Linked DNA regions of Sus scrofa: region 2 is linked to region 1. Evidence: chromatin contacts called from public Hi-C data. All regions are on one chromosome and are shown on one strand. Each heading gives the region's core, a stretch centred on a gene start, on an enhancer-like site or on the middle of the called end of the contact. The rest is flanking DNA. Distances are from core to core; before and after follow the strand shown. Region 1 overlaps MAGI3 (membrane-associated guanylate kinase, WW and PDZ domain-containing protein 3). Region 2 overlaps LOC110260343 (a long non-coding RNA gene).

Region 1 (5,824 bases), core at 1,322-3,821:
GTTTCCGCTGCGCCACGATGGCAACTCCCTCAAGATCAGGTTTTTGTGTTATTGAAAAATGGAATTATGGGAGAAGAGAGAAATAAAAGGGAGAAAAAAATAGAATCAAAAGGAGAAAAGAAGAAGGATAAAGAAAATTGTGTTCCTTTTTTAAAAAAAGGTCACTCTTTTTAGATAGCCCTATAATTTTTAAAACAACATCCACTAAAAATGTATTAAAATGAAAAAACGGTGGAGCTCTCTGATGGCCCAGTGGGTTGAGGCTCCTGTGTTCTCACTGCTGTGGCTCTGGTATAGTGTAGGTTTGATCCTCAGCCTTGGAACTCCCACATACTGCCTGTGTGGCAAAAAAGAAAAAAAATACCCCCCCCCCAAAAAAATCAAGAGAGAACCTGAAATAAATGCTGCAACTCTTACTTAAAAAATAAAATGAAAAACCATATTTCTAACACATTGCTTACATTGTCTTATAACCCATTAAGAAACTACATGCCTCCCACAAAGGCATCACGTGTAAATGACACAAGCCAGGGCCTGACATGAAGGCACACAAAGTGGTGAGGGACCAGGGACCCAGGTCCCACCAGGTCCCACCATGGCTGTGACTTAGTTTCCTGGAGCCCCCGTTTTCAATCCTTAAGTGGGGATGATGCCACCTTCCTCACGGGGTTTCTGTGAGACTAAAACCAGTACAAGTGAAAACACATTGTCTCGAAGAGAGCAGACTCTTAATATTTGCCAAATCTGATTCTCCGATAAATACTGAAGTCGGGCACTCTTCTCTGATAGGAACTTCTCCCATTCAGCTGATTTCTCATTCCCTCAGCCCAGAACCTTTTTATCACCTCTCAAGTCTTAACAGGACTTAAGGACCAGCTGAAGACACACTAAACGTACAGATCCTCTCAACAGCTTTCCAGCTATATTAAAAGTTAACATTTTCTTCCTTTAGGGAATTCCACTGTTATATGTGTTTGCGCAAGTCCTGTCTACCCAGTAATAAGTTCTGGGAGTTAATCTCAAATATTGAAAAAAAGTTCTTTTCTGGAAATATCAACCATGCACCCTATCACCCTATTCTTTCAACAAATATCTATGGAGCACCTACTAGCAATATTCAGGGCACTATTTCAGGTGCTACAGTACAAGCACAACAGTTGTCAGCCTAACAGAAAAAACACAGGAGGCCACGGAGACAAGAGGCTGCTCAGGGGCAGTGTCGGCTGGAGAAAAACGCTCAGTTCTTTGGGGCCACCTGAGTCACTTGTCATCAACAAAGCTCCCATGATCGTCATGCCAAGTCAAGCTTTTGATAATTTAGTCGCCAGAAAAACAATTCCCTGAAACACAGACCTATTTTCTTAAGAGTTTAGAACAAACCTGGGCACAGCTGTTAAGAGCTTATTTTTGTTTTCAAATCTCAGAGTTTTTTTTTTTTTTTTTTAAATTCAAGCTGATTCAATCATAGCATTCTAAAATTTCTGATCATTTATAAAGAATACTGTGTTTCAGAAATAGACTGTGAATCCTTCAAGGCCTCTGTTTGCCTTTTATTTGATGAGATTAGTACATCGAGGATTCTACTGAAACCAACATTTCAATTATATCCTCATTTTTTAGTTTAATTGGATTTTTGTGATAACAATAGGTGTTTTTGTTTTGTTTTTTGCTTTTTAGGGCCCCACCCGTGGCATATGGAGGTTCCCAGGCTAGGGGTCAAATCAGAGTTACAGCTGCCGGCCTACACCACAGCCACAGGATCTGAGCCATGTCTGCGACCTACACCACAGCTCACGGCAACACCAGATCCCTGAATGACGCCAGGGATCGAACCTACAACCTCATGGTTCCTAGTCGGATTCATTTCCACTGTGCCACAATGGGAACTCCTACAATAGGTGACTTTTAAGAAAAACTCCAGATTTAACAGTGCCTCAAACTGCTCTTACTAAAACTTTAAGACGACATGTAAATAAATGTGTATTTTACATGTACATGTGTGTTTTACAGATTAGGAAACTGAGGTTCAGAGAAGATACCCAACTGTACATGGCTGCAGGGTGGCCAAACTGGAGTCCGAGCCTTGTCCTATCTGATTTCCAACCCATGTTCTCCCCACATTATTCAACTGTCTCTACAAGAACGTGAACTGTGGGGAGAGCCAGCAGCTCTTGATCAGCTTCAGCTACAGGCACGGATGGGCCATCGGCCCCCCTCTCCAGCTCTGGTCTGCTGCTCCCCAGTCTCACCCTCCCCATTTTCTCTGCCTTCTCTGGCCCACTCATGACAGGCCTTCCCCAGAGTCCTGCCCCTGCTCACACCTCTCTCGATTTTCCCCTTTGGGGATTGCATCCACAGAGGCAGCAGCAGTCATCACCTCTGTCTGCTTGATGCCACAACCTGGGACGTGACCTCTCGTCCTAACGGCCTGCTAAATATTTACACCTGCTCATGGTGCTGGTCCTTCAACATGACCCAAACTTAAGAGATCATCAGTTTCGCCACGTCCTTCCTCCCACTGGCCTCCCTAGCATTTTGCCCACAGTGCGCAGCACAGGGCGAAGCCTCTAAGCCGTCCTTCCTCTTTCTTTTCCTTCATTCTTCACTCATTCAATACTTGTCAGTCATCGAAACTGGTCTTTTGTTCAGGGTGACCATTCAAATTACACTCCCACCACTACGACCGGATGCCTTCTCTACAGCGGGCTCTACCCCCTCACCCATCCTACACACTAACAGACCCAGTGCACCAGCGTATCGCTCTGAGAGGGAACTCATGGCTCAAAAGCCTTCTGGGACTTCCCATTCTCTTAGATGTACATAGTGTTGAGCCAGCCTACTTTTATATTCTTCTTTCTTTATTCCCCTATGAAGTTTCTAAACAGACTCCAGGTAAACCTGACCACTGGGTAGTTCCCTCTATGCAGTGTGTACTTGCTTAGTTTTACCCTTTTGCTCATTTCTTCAGCCTGGACTGTGTTCTTTCCTTCATTTCTCCCTATTCAATTCCTACCCACCGTCGATGCCACCTATTCTGTGAAACTGGCTCTGTTCATACCCACCTTTGAACTTGTACAAAAGTCTAGTCAGCCATCCAGAGAAAGGATGCTCTCTTGTTTGGGGGTTACTCTCCTGAGGCCTTCAGTACGATGTCTAAGTCCTTGGGTAAAGCAAACGCTCAGTACATGTTTATGAAATGAGTGAGGGAAGGGGAGCAGTGATGTGGCAAATTCAAAACTGCAATCACCCAGAAGACTTTTCTAATCATTATGAGAATATACCATCTAACAATATCCCAGCATCATTTGCCTTGCTAACTAGTTTACATGGTTAAAGGAGAAAAAAAGAAGAAGAGAAAGAAAAATTCCTCCTTCCCTGAAGCTTAGGGTAGTAGAGAGATGAAGTCCAAAGTTCTCTTGAGTAGCAGGGATGAATGCTGCCCAGATTTAGAAATGTTTAGTGTATAACCTAACCGAGTATCAGTGAATGAACTGTTTTTTAAAAATTGAGGCCAGCAAGTGTAGATTCCTTTAAGTGACAGAGAGGGAAGGAAAACATCTCATGCAGATCCACACACAATTTGGCCCGCAATGCTCTGGACTAAGCTACAGCGTGGAGTTCCCGTTGTGGCTCAGAGGAAGTGAATCTGACTAGTATCCATGAGGACCCAGGTTTGATCTCTGGCCTCACTTAGTGGGTTAAGGATCCAGCGTTGCCCTGAGCTGTGGTGTAGGCTGCAGATGCGGCTCGGATCCCGACTTGCTGTGGCTCTGGTGTAGGCCAGTGGCTACAGCTCTGATATGACCCCAGCCTGGGAACCTCCATATGCCCCGGGTGCGGCCCTAAAAACAAACAAACAAAAAAACCCCAAACCAAAAAAACAAAACAAAGCTACAGTGTTGCAGACTCGAGAACAGCTATGCTAGAACACTGCTGATGTGACTTCCAGTCCTGAGAATGATAGTAAAGGTTGGGAGAGTCATGCTTTTCCACTCTGGCTGCCTCCAGAAGATGCTAAGAGGAAGAACGAAAATCTTGGGCCTATTGTTTTTGGAAGAAGTCAATGAATCTGTTTCATCCTGGTTCCCCCAAGACACTTAATAAGATGAAGGTACATTTATTATCCATTTGCCTTTGAATGTTGACTCTGTACGTAAAAAATGATTTTCTCTTCCTGACCAACGTCATGCAGCCAAAGCGGCATCGCTGTGATGCCGGACCGCACCCGCGGGGAAGGAAATCACGAGCATCTGCCCTTCAGGCTTTAGTGATGGAAAATCTTGCTTCATAGATTCAGGAGGTCTCTGCGTTCCCTTTCATCACCTATTTTCAGAAGTTTCCGGTCTGGAGCCAGAACCAAAGGCTGCAAGAAGGCGACTCACGTGAATTCTGCCGTCTTTGATGGCAGGACCGTCCTCGGCGAGACGCAGGATGAAGAGCCCCATGTTGTACTCCTTCCCGCCCCTGAGGCTGAAGCCAAAGCCCCGGGGGCCTCGCTCCAGCTCCACTGGGTAACAGCCAAGGCTCTAGACAGAAAGGAGTGTAAGAGAAACAAGTCTGCATGGGCCACTGTATTAAGCCTCAAGAAACACTGCTTTGATGGCTGGAAGAAATGATTTATAGTCTCAATATGCATTTCTTTTTTGTTGTTGCTGAATATTATTCATTTACAATCCGGTGTTAGTTTCAAGTGATTCAGTTTTGCACACTCACGTGTATATTCTTTGTTCAGATTCTTTTCCATTATAAGTTATTACAAGACACTGAATATAGTTCCCTGTGCCATACAGTAGGTCCATGTTGTTTATTTTATATACAGTGGTGTGGATATATATATAACTCTCAAACTCCTAATTTCTCCCCCCTCCCAACCCCACTACTCCCTTTGGTAACCATAAGTTTGTTTTCTAAGTCTGTGAGTCTATTTCTGTTTTGTAATTGAGTTTGTATCTTTTTTAAAAAAATTTAAAATTTTTATTTATTTATTTTTTGCTTTCTTTTAGGGCCGCATACAGCATATGGAAGGTCCCAGGCTAGGGGCTGAATCGGAGCTACAGCTGCAGGCCTCACCACAGCCACAGGCGATCCGAGCTGTGTCTGTGACCCACCGCAGCTCACAGCAACACCGGATCACTGACCCACTAAGCAAGGCCAGGGATCGAACCTGCATCCTCATGGCTACCAGCCAGATTCATTTTCACTGCGCCGCGACAGGAACGCCCTCGTTATTTTTTTTTAGATGCCACATATAAGTGATATCATATGATAGCAGTATTCACTTCTGTATCATAGGAAGGAAGGTAAGTTTTGGTTGAGGGGCTACGTAATTTCTATAAATGCAGCCTAGATCAATTTGAAGACCTCACATCTTCTCTACTAGTTGGTCAATGTGCAGCAGAACAGAATTTTGGAAAGTGCTTCCTTTAAGTAGATTTTGACTAATTTTCCTGAAAAAAGACCCCCCCCATCCTACTCTGACGAGCCAGAACACTGCTATTTCTAGGAAATTAACTAGAGGTTCCGATTCCTCCAATGGAGGGTAAACTTCTCTTTCAGTCTGTGTTCTCACAGACACCAACAGAATGCCAACTACCCAGGAGGTCCTTAGGAATGACTCATGTGGGGAACACATTTATCTGAACTGATTTGCAATTAAAATCCACCGATGTCAGGGATCCAGCAACTGAGAAGAACAGCCTGCGTCTGCGTCTGCGGGGCTGTTACCTGATTGTGCCGACCGCCTACGACCGAGATCGTCGCCGTGTCGGGCTGCGCCAGGTGCTTGTGGTCAGACCAGGAGTGTCTGTACGAAGTGGGGACGTCC
Region 2 (6,703 bases), core at 2,288-4,787, 440 kb after region 1:
GCAGTGTAGCTACTATGAGGAAAAAGGCAGATTTAGTCCCTTGTTCTCATGGAGATTACAGCCTAGTGAATTCGCCCAGTGTGTGTATATATATCCCTCTCAGGGTCTTCAAAATCTGGCCAAAAGAAGCCAGAAAGGGAGGACAGAAGAATGGAGGAAAAGGAGTTCCCATCGTGGCGCAGTGGTTAACGAATCCGACTAGGAACCATGAGGTTGCGGGTTCCATCCCTGGCCTTGCTCAGTGGGTTAAGCATCCGGTGTTGCTGTAAGCTGTGGTGTAGGTCGCAGACGCGGCTCGGATCTGGCATTGCTGTGGCTGTGGCGTAGGCCGGTGGCTGCAGCTCTGATTAGACCCCTAGCCTGGGAACTTCCATATGCCGCGGGAGCAGCCCTAGAAAAGGCAAGACACAAAAAAAAAAAAGAAAAAAAAGAATGGAGGAAAAGTAGAGATGAGGGGGCAATAGAGAGGCAGAAAGCCCTTCCCCACTTCTAGATCAGTCTGGGGCCCAACCAGAGGCCATCCTATAGCTAAGCCTCCCCACCTGCTCTCCTTACCTCCTCCCCGCTCCGCACTGCGTTCCATCTGCCCCTCCTGCCCCAGGTGTGCTAGGTCTGCTCCTCCAGGAGGCTGGGTCTGGCCCCTCATAATCTGGCCCAGGTGTAGCAGACATTTGTCGTTTGGGGGGTGTTCATTCTCTCCAACTTCACGTCGTTGCCTTCCTTGCCCTTTGGGGAAAACTGCCCGTTGTAGATGGCTGCCCTGCCGCAGTGGGGGCTGAAGTGACCAGATCATGCCTTTCCCTGACCCAGAGCTGTGGGGAGAGGGGGAGTGGATACACAGACCTGACCAACTGCAGACTCTCTCCTAGACTGGGACCTTGGGCGAGAGCCAGCGGGCAGGCTGCCAAGTTGTGCCAGCCCAAGCACTTCCATGGGGTGGCCCTGCCTACGGCTTCATTGCCTGGCCACTGACCGACCGACCGATGGCTCTTGTCCCATTTTCCAGGCCCAGCCCTTCAGCCTCTCCCTTGGAGGATTCTGATATTCTTGCTGGTAATTTCTTCTTTGCTTAAGAGTGTCAGGGAAGATTCTGCTGTTTGCAATCAAGAACCCCATTCAGCAGTTCTCGTTGTGGCTCAGTGGTAACGAACCCAACTAGTGTCCTGAGGATGAGGACCGGGGTTTGATCCCTGGCCCCTCTCAGTGGGTTAAGGATCCAGCTTTGCTCAGAGCTGCGGTATATGTCACAGAGGCAGCTCGGATCTGGCATTTCTGTGGCTGTGGTGTAGGCCAGCAGCTGCAGCTCCAGTTTGACCCCTAGCCTGGGAAGCTCCATATGCCACGGGTGCAGCCCTAAAAAGAAATAACCCCAATCATACCCTATGACCTAGCAATTCCACGTCTAGGTATATATCCAAGAAAAATGCTAAGTCTATGCAAAAATTTGCACATCAGTGTTCATAGCAGCACTCCTCATGATAGCCAAACAGCGAAGACAACTCAAATGTCCATAAACTGATAGATGAGTCACTGAAACGTAGTATATCCATACATTGGATTATCATTAAGCCATACAAAAGCATGAAATATGGATACATGCTACAGCAGGAATGAACTTTGAAAATATTATGCTAAGTGAAAGAAGCCAACACAAAAGACCACATATGATTCCATTTATGAAAAATGTCCAGAACGGATAAATCTACAGAGATAGAAAGTAGATTAGCTATTGCCAGGGCTTGGGGGGAGGGGGATTACTAATGGGGCTGATATTGGTGGTGATAAATATTCTAAAATTTTGCTCAACAAACCCATCTACAAAACAGAAACAGACACACAAACAAGGAGAACAGACTCGTGGCTGCCAAGGCATGGGGGAGGGAGAGGGATGCAACCGGCGTTTGAGGTTCGTAGATGCAAAACAAACTATGACATTTGGAATGGATAAACAATAAGGCCCTGCTGTATAGCACAGGGAGCTCTATCCAATCTCCTGGGATAAACCATAATGGAAAGGAATAAACATTTTTTTAAAAGAGAATGTATACTGGAGGTCCTATCATGGCACAATGGAAATGAATCCGACTAGGAACCATGAGGTTGCAGGTTCAATCCTTGGCCTCGCTCCGTGGGTTAAGGATCCTGTGTTGCTGTGAGCTGTGGTGTAGTTTGCAGACGTGGCTCGGATCTGATGTTGCTATGGTGTAGGCCGGCAGCTGTAGCTCTGATTCGACCCCTAGCCTGGAACTTTCATAAGCTGCAGGTGCGGCCCTAAAAGGCAAAAAAAAAAAAAAAAGAGAGAGAGAGAGAGAATGCATAGGAGTTCCCTGGTGGCTTAGCAGGTTAAGGATTTGTCTTCATCACTGCTGTGGCTCAGGTTCAATCCCTGGCCCAGGAACTTCTACATGCCACAGGCCCAGCCAAATAAACCAAAAAAGAGATCTTTTTAGAACGTAGTACTCTTTTAACTATATCAGAGCAGACCACGGGGCCAGACTTTTTGGGGTGAATGTAACCTGCTGAAACAGGTCGTACATGTAACCGCCACATTTGCCTCTGGGCAGAAACAGTACAGAGAAAGGGACACTAATGTGGCTTCTGTGATGAATTTTTTTTTCTCATCTTTTTAGGGCCGCACCCACGGCATATGGAAGTTCCCAGGCTAGGGTCAATAGAAGCTATAGCCACCGGCCTACACCACAGCCACAGCCACGAAAGATCCAAGCTGCATCTGCAACCTACACAACAGCTCACAGGAATGACAGATCCTTAACCCACTGAGTGACGTCAGGGATCGAACCCGCAACCTCATGGATGCTAGTCAGATTCATTTCCGCTGAGCCACAACCAACGGGAACGCCCTGTGATGGAAATTGTATCCGCTGAATTTCTAGCATTTCTATATGTCAATAATAAACAGTAAAAAAAAAAAAAAAAAAAAACAAAAACAAAAAAAAAAAAACCTGTACTTCATTATACACATTCCACTAATATTTACTAGTTGAAAATTTCTACTCCCCACTAGTCAGGGGCACATCTTTCTTATTCATTCCTGTGTCTGCTGTGCTTGGCCCAGTATTTGGCACAGAGTCGGCCCCCACTGAGTTTCCGTTTAATTTACTAACAGCCTCTTGCCTCCAAGGTCTTCAGGCCCAGGTGTGTGCGGTGGGGAGGTAGAATGAGGCGGGCTAAGACAAGCCCGCAGGCAAGAGCAGGCTCAGCACCGGGTCCAGGCGCCTGCCCTGAAGACAGGAGGAGGCTGGTCAGCCCTTGAGTCCTGTACCCTGCACAGATCGCCAGGGACCCTGAATCCTCTGCCGTGCAGCAGTCAGCTGCCGCCACCCAGGTCCCTCTGCGGAGGTGATTTCAATCTGTCCAGATCGGAGAGCAGAGCAGTGATGCATTTATTCCACCAAACAAATAACTGTTGACAGCCAGCCCCACGCAAAGCCCAGTGCCAGGCCCCGTGGAGGAGACAGATGTAACCCGCATGGAGTGGCATGCGGGGCTTCCAAATGCACGAAGCCACCAGCCTAGGTCTGCCAGCTCCTCGTGCAGTGTTCTCGCCACAGCACTGCCTTCCAAAAGCAATGTCCCAGCTGCCAGGATTAGGAACATTCTTCTGCCATATCCTCTGGAAGACTGCATCTGAGACTTCCGCTTGAGGGCCCAGCGGTATGGCTGGGGCACGGACTTCCAGGGACGGCTGGGGTCAGTGGCCAGGTGAGGTCGGTGGGCAGGAGGCACCAGCTCTCAGAGAGCTAGACCAGGTCAGATGCTGGGTTAGCGCTGGGGAGCCAAGGGCAGAGGGAGGAGCAGGTGAGCCAGCCTGCAAAGGGCTGTGTTGGGGGCTGGTTCCTGGCAGGGGAGGGAGCACTCCTCCCTGAGGTAACAAGGCCACAAGCTCCTGCTGCAGCCCCTGCCCCTCTTGGGACCAGCCATGACAATGGGCCTGGCCATGATAATGAACCTGAAGGCTTCCTGCTTTCTGCCTCAGGGATCAGCACCCCTCTTCCCAGGAGGTGTCTACCCTTCAGGCTTCCCCGAGCCAAGGACCCCCTCTGGATGCCTGCACTCCCTTCCCTAAGACCAGCCACTGTGGATTCGGTTGTCCACCCCATTCTGAGACATTTCAGTTGTACAGGCAGACAGAGGATGGAGAACCAAGTTAAAGAGCTCTCAGGAATCCTAAGGAGATGATATGACGGCTGGTCTACATGGGATTTCTCAAGCCTGGCACTACTGACACCTGAGCCAGATCATTCTTTGCCCCTTGCAGTGTAGGAGGCTGAGTGGCTTCCCTGGCCTCTGCTTACTATGCAGTAGTGAGCAACTGCCCAGTTGTGACAACCAAAAGTGTTTCCAGACCTTCCCTCTCTCCCCGGTGGCTAAAATCATTCCCTGATGAAGAACCACTGTCCTATAAGATTCAAGTTTGACCCCTGGCTCCATCATTTGCTAGCTGGGTAAGCCCTGCAGTTTTTAATTGGGCCTCAGTTTTATCTGTAAAATGGAGATAATAATATCTACCTCGTAATATTGTTATGAAATAAATTATTACTTATAAAGAACAGTGTCTAGCACATCATAACCACTTAATAAATGCTACTGCTCTTAGCACCAGAAACCGAATGCAGATAAAGTGGAACATCAAAAAGACTGCTCCATAAATACCCATTGTAGTACAAAAATAAGAAATTAAATTAATTTGTTCTCTGCCCAGCTTTTTCCTGGTAACTTAAAATAAAAGCACACACTATTGGGCAATGTCTGAAAAAATTGTTTACAATGCAAAGGTAAATCCTTTTAATATTTAAAGAAATCATACAGATCAATTAATAAGCATTAATATCAAATTAATGGGGCAGAACATAGAGCACGTTTATAGGAGAAAATAACATGAAAAATTGCTCAACAAAGACGTAAAAATGTAAACAGCAACAAAAACCAACCTATTGAAAATGTCAGATTAACAGATAATAGGCAATGAACCTGATACTTTCATATATTGTAGCCAGAAACATGGCAAATTAAAATCAATTCAGGGATTAATAACCATTAAAATTGGAGGAAACACTAGAGAGGAAGAAGTTAATTTTATCAAGAACTCAAAATCAGATGGAGTGTCCACTTAAGCCACAAAGAGAAACCCGAGCTTCCGAGCAGCCACTGCAAAAATAAAAACACAGCCAAGAGAACTCAGCACCAGACCCTCCAGGGTCCATCTAGATCAAATGAGCATAGTTGACTGTTCAACCATCTTTGTTTTCCCAACATCCAAATAAGATAAACTTTTTTCACTAAGCCCAAGAAGAACTTTTATCACGTGAGTCCTAACACAAGGGCCTTGGGTAACAGAATTAGACCGTGTTTCAACAGCAGTCCTGAGACCTGTAACCCGTGCCTCACCTGTAATAAAAGCTCTTTCAGGCACCGCACACAACTCTAAACCTCTGCACTGGCCAAGAATGCGCCCCTCCTCCTTCACCAAGGAATGAATTCCCGGGATCTGCCTGCCCTTCCAGCCAAGTTGGGGCTGGCAGGGAAAGCAGCCTCTCTCCACTGCCTGCCCAGCTGTCCCGCAGGCCCCCTCCAGGGTGACTGGCAGCGCTGGTCACCAGGGCCTGCTGCCAGCTGCTTACACAGTCCTGATGGCTTGGCTCTCTGGTTGCGGCCCCTCAGTAAAGGGAGGCACATAGCAGAGCCTGGCACTGGGGGCGACAACGACCTTGTAGCCAAACTCCCCCAGCACTGTTCTGAATGGCTCCCTGGGGGCAGGTAGGGTGGGGAAGGGGCCAGCTCTGAGTGTGTGGAATAAAAGAAGTAGAGGCTCAGAGGGTCCCAAGGCAAAGGAAAACAGGCACCCAGGGAGTTCCCGTGGTGGCGCAGTGGTTAACAAATCCGACTAGGAACCATGAGGTTGCGGGTTCGGTCCCTGCCCTTGCTCAGTGGGTTAACGATCCAGCGTTGCCGTGAGCTGTGGTGTAGGTTGCAGACGCGGCTCGGATCCCACGTTGCTGTGGCTCTGGTGCAGGCCAGCGGCTACAGCTCCGATTCAACCCCTAGCCTGGGAACCTCCATATGCCGCAGGAGCGGCCCAAGAAATAGCAAAAAGACCAAAAAAAATTTAAAAAAAAGGAAAACAGGCACCCACATAGGATGCGGTGAAAGCAGCTTGCCCTCTTAACCTCACTGTGCCTCAGTTTCTTCTTCTGTAAAATGGGGACAATACGGACCCATAGGGTTATTAGGATTAATAGAGGTCTACATCCAAAGCGCTTAGAGCAATGCCTGGCACGCCGTAAATATTAGCTACTCTTACTGTTATTATTTTTGCCCTCTGTGCTCTTGTGTGTCTATCCTAGACTGAAGCAACACACCTCCAGTGCAGGGTGGCAATAGGAAAAGTTTTCGGAACCTTTTAATCACTGTGTAACTCTCAGCCTAGAGACAACCTATGGGACCCAGTACTAGTTCATGCTACACTAGAGGATCCTTAAGCATGGAGTACTAGTCAGCTGTGCCACTAACTGGTGCCCTGGTGCAAGGGCCTTGGGCAAATCCTTGCTCCAACCTGGGCCTCAGTTTATTCACCTACCAAATGAAAAGATGACACTAAGTAATTCCTAACTTTGACTATGCAACTGGACCACTTCAGGACATCATAAAATGCATATTTCCAGGCTCCGGCAATTGACTCCAA

Evidence for each region. A called contact is a pair of places that touch in the nucleus more often than the background predicts.
Region 2: a Hi-C map of omental adipose tissue shows a contact between it and region 1, with 2.1 times the contacts expected there. The contact joins two enhancer-like sites. A contact is called at or near these places in 26 of 47 Hi-C or Micro-C datasets (adipocytes, adipose tissue, alveolar macrophages and 17 more) and 2 of 2 datasets of contacts at active chromatin or transcription factors (alveolar macrophages and skeletal muscle).

Annotation. Positions count from the first base shown.
Region 1 is chr4:106,889,325-106,895,148 of Sscrofa11.1, forward strand. MAGI3 (membrane-associated guanylate kinase, WW and PDZ domain-containing protein 3) reads right to left here. Exons shown (of 21, transcript XM_001925127.7): 18 at 5,725-5,824; 19 at 4,383-4,526. Among named protein-coding and RNA genes, the nearest start is that of PHTF1, 83 kb to the left of the region's middle. Within about 2 kb of position 2,572, at least 3 of the 83 cell types and tissues checked have an H3K27ac peak or open chromatin away from gene starts, as enhancers often do. A contact at or near this core is called in omental adipose tissue, where this site is marked.
Region 2 is chr4:107,331,759-107,338,461 of Sscrofa11.1, forward strand. All of the region lies in intron 1 of LOC110260343 (a long non-coding RNA gene), which reads right to left. Among named protein-coding and RNA genes, the nearest start is that of TRNAE-UUC, 160 kb to the left of the region's middle. Within about 2 kb of position 3,538, at least 4 of the 83 cell types and tissues checked have an H3K27ac peak or open chromatin away from gene starts, as enhancers often do. A contact at or near this core is called in omental adipose tissue, where this site is marked.